Regions from separate parts of the Oncorhynchus mykiss genome. Here region 2 is linked to region 1. Evidence: chromatin contacts called from public Hi-C data. All regions are on one chromosome and are shown on one strand. The core of a region is the stretch at or near the end of the contact, and the rest is flanking DNA. Distances in the headings are between cores, read along the strand shown.

Evidence for each region. Hi-C and Micro-C count contacts between places; a contact is called where the count stands out from the background.
Region 2: a Hi-C map of liver shows a contact between it and region 1, with 10 times the contacts expected there. A contact is called at or near these places in 2 of 3 Hi-C or Micro-C datasets (blood and liver).

What each region holds. Positions count from the first base shown.
Region 1 is chr17:56,638,767-56,643,546 of USDA_OmykA_1.1, reverse strand. It overlaps LOC110494161 (dnaJ homolog subfamily C member 14), which reads left to right and starts at 2,959. Exons shown (of 8, transcript XM_021568956.2): 1 at 2,959-3,022; 2 at 3,867-4,780. The coding sequence starts at 4,138.
Region 2 is chr17:57,027,391-57,032,170 of USDA_OmykA_1.1, reverse strand. It overlaps LOC110494181 (aminopeptidase B), which reads right to left and starts at 2,024. Exons shown (of 11, transcript XM_021569002.2): 1 at 1,509-2,024. The coding sequence starts at 1,892.

The DNA.
Region 1 (4,780 bases), core at 1,710-4,209:
CTCAGACTGAGAAAAATCGATTTGAGCGCTCATCTAACTCGGGAACTCGGGCCTCTTTCTAGAGCTCCGACTTTCTGACCTGAAGATCACTGACGTCATGATTTGAGTTCCCAGTTGTTTTGAACGTGGCATTTGCTGATACATAAAATACCTATCCTTTAACGCCAAACACAGGAGATGAGAAGCAGGTACAGGGACTGAACCATTTAATATAGACAGACATACAACGGAACAAGAACAGCATCTGGAAATAAACATGACACGACAAACAATGCTACAACAGGGAACAACCCAGAGGAGCAGACATACAGTGCCTTGCGAAAGTATTCGGCCCCCTTGAACTTTGCGACCTTTTGCCACATTTCAGGCTTCAAACATAAAGATATAAAACTGTATTTTTTTGTGAAGAATCAACAACAAGTGGGACACAATCATGAAGTGGAACGACATTTATTGGATATTTCAAATGTTTTTAACAAATCAAAAACTGAGAAATTGGGCGTGCAAAATTATTCAGCCCCCTTAAGTTAATACTTTGTAGCGCCACCTTTTGCTGCGATTACAGCTGTAAGTCGCTTGGGGTATGTCTCTATCAGTTTTGCACATCGAGAGACTGAATTATTTTCACATTCCTCCTTGCAAAACAGCTCGAGCTCAGTGAGGTTGGAGGGAGAGCATTTGTGAACAGCAGTTTTCAGTTCTTTCCATAGATTCTCGATTGGATTCAGGTCTGGACTTTGACTTGGCCATTCTAACACCTGGATATGTTTATTTTTGAACCATTCCATTGTAGATTTTGCTTTATGTTTTGGATCATTGTCTTGTTGGAAGACAAATCTCCGTCCCAGTCTCAGGTCTTTTGCAGACTCCATCAGGTTTTCTTCCAGAATGGTCCTGTATTTGGCTCCATCCATCTTCCCATCAATTTTAACCATATTCCCTGTCCCTGCTGATGAAAAGCAGGCCCAAACCATGATGCTGCCACCACCATGTTTGACAGTGGGGATGGTGTGTTCAGCTGTGTTGCTTTTACGCCAAACATAACGTTTTGCATTGTTGCCAAAAAGTTCAATTTTGGTTTCATCTGACCAGAGCACCTTCTTCCACATGTCTCCCAGGTGGCTTGTGGCAAACTTTAAACGACACTTTTTATGGATATCTTTAAGAAATGGCTTTCTTCTTGCCACTCTTCCATAAAGGCCAGATTTGTGCAATATACGACTGATTGTTGTCCTATGGACAGAGTCTCCCACCTCAGCTGTAGATCTCTGCAGTTCATCCAGAGTGATCATGGGCCTCTTGGTTGCATCTCTGATCAGTCTTCTCCTTGTATGAGCTGAAAGTTTAGAGGGACGGCCAGGTCTTGGTAGATTTGCAGTGGTCTGATACTCCTTCCATTTCAATATTATCGCTTGCACAGTGCTCCTTGGGATGTTTAAAGCTTGGGAAATCTTTTTGTATCCAAATCCGGCTTTAAACTTTTTCACAACAGTATCTCGGACCTGCCTGGTGTGTTCCTTGTTCTTCATGATGCTCTCTGCGCTTTTAACGGACCTCTGAGACTATCACAGTGCAGGTGCATTTATACGGAGACTTGATTACACACAGGTGGATTGTATTTATCATCATTAGTCATTTAGGTCAACATTGGATCATTCAGAGATCCTCACTGAACTTCTGGAGAGAGTTTGCTGCACTGAAAGTAAAGGGGCTGAATAATTTTGCACGCCCAATTTTTCAGTTTTTGATTTGTTAAAAAAGTTTGAAATATCCAATAAATGTCGTTCCACTTCATGATTGTGTCCCACTTGTTGTTGATTCTTCACAAAAAAATACAGTTTTATATCTTTATGTTTGAAGCCTGAAATGTGGCAAAAGGTCGCAAAGTTCAAGGGGGCCGAATACTTTCGCAAAGCACTGTATGTTCAACTCATAGTCACTCATAGTAGCCACCATATTTAGGAGGATAGAAATATTACTGAACTGTAGCTAGCTAGGCAGTAGCCACTACTAGCCAACTAATTGTCGATTACCTATTATTTGATACATTTAGGTTAATTTACTCATATCAAGCAGCAGACAGTTTGCGGAAAGGTACAAATAACAATTTGTGGACTTGTTTAATGAATGATCGGACAGTGAAACTGAAATTTATTGATAGCTAGCTGGTGAAGCTTTCATTTATTCCCAATTAATTAAACTGAAGCTAGGTTTACCAAATCATATTTACTGCTCATGCAGGCTAGCAAGCAAACGGGCATCTGTGTGACGTCACATATCAAGAAGTCTCAACCTATCCTCCCGACGCAACTCATGAATATTAATCAAATCTGTCAAGTGATTGGTTGAGCCTTCTTGGGTGCGTGACATCACTCTCATTTCTCTCATCCTTATGATATTTTTGCACTTCTTAAAATATATGCTCATTAGGAGTCAATGCATATTATAGGGATCAGCTATGTTTATTTTACTGTAATACAATGTACAGAAATTTGTGTAAGGTGCAATGTGTATGTCCAATATGAAATTATCAGTGACGATGCTGGGGGTGTAAACTCTGTGGAGTTGCTCCTGAGTAGAATGGGACACAACGTACAGGGTTTGGTCAGTGTAGGCCGCCATTGTAAATAATAAATAATAATAATAATTTCTTAACTGACTTGCCTAGTTAAATAAAGATACAAAACAAATGTCAAACAAACCCAATATCTGTGGGGCTTCTCATGTCAAAATGATTTAGCTGAGTCTATCTTTAACAATATTGTCAATGTAACATTATTTGCTTTAAGGAACTATTTTCATTTTTATTGTTTTGTTCGATTGTTAAACTAAATTCCAAATAAAATGTTACGATTTGCGACTAGTGTATTATTTTTTACCATCGTCATTGGCTGACTTTTATTTTGAAGGGAAATGGCCGAGGTCACGACACGGTCTTATTCTTGCTAGGTCTTGCTTATTCTTTCTCGCGTCTCAGTAGTGGTTTATGTGAGGTGTCTGCTGCCCTCGGAAGTGAAATATAGTAAGACAAACAGCAAGGACAGCGATAGCCAAGAACAAAAATATATAATATCTGCATAAGCAGAACGAAAACACTCTCCTAATACAGGATAATAATAGTTTCATACACAATTCAATAACTACATTTTCTTTCTACGACTAGAATTTCTGTTTGCCATATTTGGTCAATTTGAGGAGCAGCTACAGGGCTCGGGTTAGCCACTTCGAAAGGAAGACTACATTTTATCATCTTCCCTTCCTTTACGGAAGAGAAAAGTGAGTTGCACTGGCTGTCATCTTTCCCAATGTTATTTCTGTCAGTGTAAGCATTAAAATAGCTCAAATAATATTATTAATAATCCGCCGTTAAGATTATTTAAATTGCATTAGCTACAGTTGCTAGTTAGCTAAACACGAGCAACTAATAATGTTAGCTAGCTGTTAGTCTTGAGACAGTTGGTAATTTTGTTGGCGACATAGCTAATTTGCTAGAACCGAAGAGTGCCCACAGTATTCTCTGATATATTCCATCCCAGTCAGTTATGGGTTTAGAAATTAATTATATTTCTAGCTAGTGCAACTACTGACAACCAGAGAGCTTTAGAGTTTGGTTTATATTTTCAAAATGTCGGCGATGTGAAGCAGCTCGTTGAGTGCTGCGGTCATGAAGCGTGCTATGGAGAATATTGATCAAGGCACACTACAGTAGAAAACACAATTGATAATAACAATGATACATGCAGATACTCCATATCCTATTTAATGTCATTTCTTTGTGAGCTTTGCCTTTAGATTATACCCTTTGTTCTAGTGCAAATAAAGTGAAAGTGTTAAGGCTAATGTTTAAACTTGCTTTCTTTTCACAGGCAATAACCAGATACAAGATGAGGCCAGTCGTGCCCAAGGATTGTAATGATTGACCCTTGATCCAATGCCTTCAAAGTTTCTGCATTGGACAGGCTACCGTGGACAATGGCGCCTGCCATTCCAGTATTATTCAGCCGTCCTTATCTGACTCTTCAGCCCTGCTGAAGTGTAGTGTCAGAGAAGGTGCGGTCAGTGAGAATGGGTCAAGGTCCCTACCTGCCGTGAGAGTGGAGACTTTTTTTTTGGCACTTTAATCAAGAGACAGGGCTGATGATGGAGAAAGGGGTGGCTGAGAGCGAGATGGAGGAAGAGACATGGACTGTAGAGGCAGCTGAGGAGAGCCCTGAAGAGCTGCCCTCAGGTGTTCCTACCCTCTCGTCTTCCACCTCCATGCCTGACCAGTGGGAAGTCAGAGGAGATGAGGAAACTCATCAACCAGTTCCCAAAGAGGATCTCAAAGCTACCCCTCAGGATATCCCGACTCCAATCAACCAGGACTCAGAAGAAGCAGAGTATTGTGGGATTTCAGAGGCCAAAGAGGATGAAGTCTCTCTGAAACAGGAAGGGGCGGAGCATGTGGTCAGAGAAGCAAATGAGGAGACTGAGGGTGGAGATGAAGACGAGAATGGAGGAGGCCGAAACGAAGTCGGGAGGGAGCCTGGCATGAACGGGGAGTCTGGATGGAAGAGCTCAGGGGCCGGAGGGAGGAAAAGCCGTTTCCGGAACAGCGGAGGAGGAGTGGTGGCAGCCTCCGAGCAGAATACCCAGGCTACATCATCATCCTACCTCCCGAAAGGGTCCCTGTCATCGGGTGGTGGGAGGCACAAGCAGGCCCGGAGGCGCCACCACCACCACCAGGGCCGGGGCCGGCGTCAGACAGGCACCCAGCTTACCTTGGCCTTCAGGGAGCTGC
Region 2 (4,780 bases), core at 775-3,274, 390 kb before region 1:
CAGGGGCAGAACGACAGATTTGTACCTTGTCAGCTCGGGGGTTTGAACTTGCAACCTTCCGGTTACTAGTCCAACGCTCTAACCACTAGGCTACCCTGCCGCCCCCGACCCATCAAGTTAGCCAGGTGTGTCTGGCGGTGCTCATGGCCATCTATTGTATTTCATGTGTGTCAGGTAAGCATCATCTAATAATTATAAAATATTTGTATCTGGACACTTTTTTTTATATTGCTACTGCGCAAGTAACCATTTTACTGTACAGTTTACACCTTCTGTATTCTGTGGATGTGACTTATAAAGTTAGATCATATTTGATATAGTGTGTGTTACCAAAGATGGTAATGTGAAGAACAACAGGACCTGCACCAAAATCAGATTAGGATACAGGCCAAGGACTAGATAGTGTATTGTTCCTTATTGTAGGCCACTACTTGTACCACTTTTAGTCTTAATCTTTGGTTGTTTACTAAACTACTCACTCGGTTTAACACATGGCCTCACATGTGAATCCTTAAAGAGACGTGTGAGGCTAAGAAGGTGTGATTGATGCTGAATGGATGTAGACAAAGAGCTTTCCAGTAGGTGTGCCAAAACATTCCAGGACCATTTTCTCAAAAGTGGGGTTACAAGTTTATGAACTTTTAAAGCAGAATTACTTTCCCATTGTTCTTCAACTGCAGTGTATGATATACCAGTCTCTACTTTTATCCAACATTTAAAAAAATAATAATAATAATAATTGAATTCACATTTTTCTACATAAGACCGAATCGAGGCGGTCGGTCACATAAGGAAATCAGTCAATTTATTTAAATTCATTAGGCCCTAATCTTTGGATTTCACATGACTGGGCAGGAGCAGCCATAGGCCTGGGAGGGCATAGGCCCACCCAATTGAGAGCCAGGCCCACCCACTGGGGAGCCAGGCCCAGCCAATAAGAAATTATTCTTCCCCACAAAAGGGCTTATTTACAGACAGAAATATTCCTGTTTCATCAGCTGTCTGGGTGACTGGTTTTAGATGATCCTGCAGGTGAAGAAACCTGGTAGACATTCCTGCAGTCAGCATGCCAATTGTACACTCCCTCAAAACTTTACACATCTGTGGCATTGTGTTGTGACAAATCTGCACATGTTAGAGTGGCCTTTTATTGTCCCCAGCCCTGTGTAATGATCATGCTGTTTAATCAGCTTCTTGATATGCCACACCTGTCAGGTGGATAGATAATCTTGGCAAAGGATAAATAAATGTACACTAACAGAGATGTAAACAAATTTGTGCACAAAATGAGAGAAATAAGCTTTTTTTGCGTATGTAAAAAAAATAAAGTGTATTTCAGCTCATTAAAAATGGGACCAACATTTTACATGTTGTGTTTATATTTTTCTTCTGTATAGGTTCAAATAGAAATACATTCTTAGTAACCAATCATCTGGAAGTAACAAGCTAGTGTTGTTGTTGCTAGGTAAACTAACTCTAGTTACGACGGCTGAATGACATTCACTTACCCCTGGTCCATCGGATGCAAGAAACTTGACCACCACTCGAAACTGTTCCTCAATTTTACATGGTGCTGGGAATTTTACAACCAGTGTGGTGCCATAACTGGTGAAATTGCGCGTCATGAATTCTACTTTCACTGAATCCGAATCATCTTCACTTCGGCAGTAGGACACCTCTTGCATTGAGAGGGAGGGATGAATGTCCAACAGTAGCTCGCTTTGAGAATCTTGGATGCATTTCAGCTGTAGCGTTTCAGTTCCTCTCAAAGTTCTCTTCTCAAAGTCCACGCTTAGATCCAAGTGGAAGTGTTTTATCTTGAATTGACGAAAGCTCGAAGACGTAGCCACGTCCTCTGCTAGATCGGAGTGCAGTTTGAGAGATTTATCCATATTTTAGTAGCCTACAGCAAGAATAACTGGGTAAACGTGAGTCTTCCTCCAACGATTGGCTGCACCGCTTCTTCTTTTTCCTCGGTGGGGTGTATATCGGCGATTGGCATCCAACAGCTGCACCTCTCCAGCATCAACACACAAAAAAGTACTTCTGGGTCACGGAAATCTTCAAAATAAAAGTCCCCGCATAATAGTAGAAAAGTGTCAATAACCTGTTTTATTCATGATATATGAAAAATAAATTACAATGATTCATATTTGTTTATTTTTAAGTAACATTTGGCTTTTAAAACATGTTCCATGGTCCAATAAATGCCACCAATGCGAATCACTGTATATGGAATACATTTTGGTTTATAGAGCAAACACTATTCTGGGTTCCGCAGTAGAAGTATTGTAGGTGAAAAACATGGGTTGTTAATGAATTCTAAGAATCCAATAAAAAGGGATGGAAAATGTAGGTGCTGGATTTTAGGCCGGTAGCAACCACCAGAGGGTGTCCGTTCAGAACACAAGGAAGCAGTAGTTCCAGTTCAAGGGTTTAATGAAGATCCACACACACAACACACTCTCTGTGATACTAATTGCGCTTATTTAACTGCATGCACAATAAAAAATCTGAAAGAAAATAACATTTTTCTAAGGAGGTAGAATAAGCAGTGGTGGAAAAGTACTCTGTCATACTTGAGTAAAAGTAAAGATACATTAAAAAAATGACAAAAGTATAAGTCACAGAGTAAAATACTACTTGAGTAAAAGTCTAAAAGTATTTGGTTTTGAATATACTTAAGTATCAAAAGTAAAAGTATAAATGATTTCAAATTCCTTATATTAAGCAAACGAGACGCCACTATTTTATTTGTAGTTTTATTGATGGATAGCCAGGGGCACACTCCAACACTCAGACATAATTTACAAACAAAGCATTTGTGTTTAGTGAGTACACCAGATCAGAGGCAGTAGGGATGACCAGGCATGTTCTCTTGATAAGTGCGTGAATTGGACCCTTTTCCTGTCAAAATGTAAGGAGTACCTTTGGATGTAAGGGAAAATGTATGGAGTATAATGTTTCTTTGGAAATGTAGTGAAGTAAAAGTAAAACTAGTATAAATAGTAAAGTATACATAGTAAAGTACTGATACCACAATAAAACTTAGTACTTTAACGTATTTTTACTTAAGTACTTTACACCACTGAGAATAAGCAGGAGACAAACACCGGTTGGTCAGCAGAACGAAAACTACAGACTGCCTGAGGCCCTGCCTTGTCCGGTATTACAGTAAGTCCCGGGGGAAAAGGCTGCTGATTGGCTAGTAAAATTATGATTGCCAAGACCTTATTTAAAAAAAATAAAAACATTTGGGGTCTTTAAAAGGAGATGAGCTGGCAGTTTTTACATTAGGGAATATTTAGTAGGGTCCGTATCTGGGTGCCGCAATAAAAGTATTGTAGGAAATACTTACGTCGGATATATAACATGTACATGTATGGTGTCATTTCATGGGGCTTTGAATAATACACAGTGTTGCTGGCTTTTTACTCCACCCATTCCATAGGTGGCCACAATTCGAAGCACTGTATATGTAATACATACTGGCTTATGCCAGTGGTCCTTAAGGACCCAAATGAGAAATCCTATGTTTTCCTGGGACCAAAGCTTATGAAAACATGCAACTAGACGTAAATATTTGTACATTTCATTGCCCTTATGCTTAAAACAAATGCAATATAGACAAAAACAAATTACAATTAAATGAAATACCCATATAAATAGCAATTCATGCTGTTTGATTAAAAACACTTAAATATCTGTCTAGGTTGGAACTGTTGCTGTTAAAATACAATAATTTAAATTCTGAACTGGAATAAACTAATTGATCACATCACACAGCTGTATAACAGAACACACACACACACACACACATACAGTCCTAATCAGAGGTGTGTGGCTGGTTGAAGTTTTCAACAAGCATGTATTTTCTGTGCTCAATTTATTACAGTGCAACCCTGAGGTCATGCTCAACTTTGAGTCTGTTTCTGTACTTTAAAAAAAAAGTATGCCAGAGTTGAGAACCCTGACTCGCATAGGTATGTGGTGCCAAACTGGATCAGAGCATCTAATGCTTTCTCAGTCAGGCAGGAGACCGCTTCCTGCTGTAGATAAGCAACCCAGAACTGTGTGTGTGTTTGCCTCAAAAAGCATCTTGCTTCAAATCAGTTTAACAGCAACAGCTCCAACCTAGACTTGTTTTCAACAATCATTTCTACAGTAAGATGTACAGAAGACCTGATCATTTTTTGTCTTCATATGTACTGTTACTTAGGGTTGCACTAACAGTAGCTAGTTAGCTTGGTTTGGCTAACGTTAGCTAGCTATTAGCTGTGTTCAATGGGATTGTTTTAAAGGGAAACACATCTACTACTGAGAAAGTACTCCCTTATTTCTGCTTATCACTTGTTATAAAATGAAAACAATATCTTGCTAGCTGACTTACTTTTCCACTGGCTAAGCACTGTTTCCTGAAGCATTCTACCCTGTTCTGGCAAAAACTATTCTGGGTGCCACAGTAAAAAGGTTGTACTGAATACTCAGTAGGGTCTGTAGATCCTTCAGTGTGTCCTCGCTTATTTCGATGTCAACCTCTCCAATTAAATGCTGTTCATTTGATTCAGTTTTCATAGAGTTTACAATTTCCTCATCTGATAAACCTCTACTACGACTTTGTCTCTAAGTGGTAGTATTCATTCCCAATATCTTGGGTGTCTGAGATTTGATTGAGCTGCACCACTGACACTCCATATCAGGATGAAGATCAGAAACAGGTTCTTTATCCTCAAGTGTGTACATTTTGCATATTAAGTTGGCAGTCTGTGGCTCCTCTGAG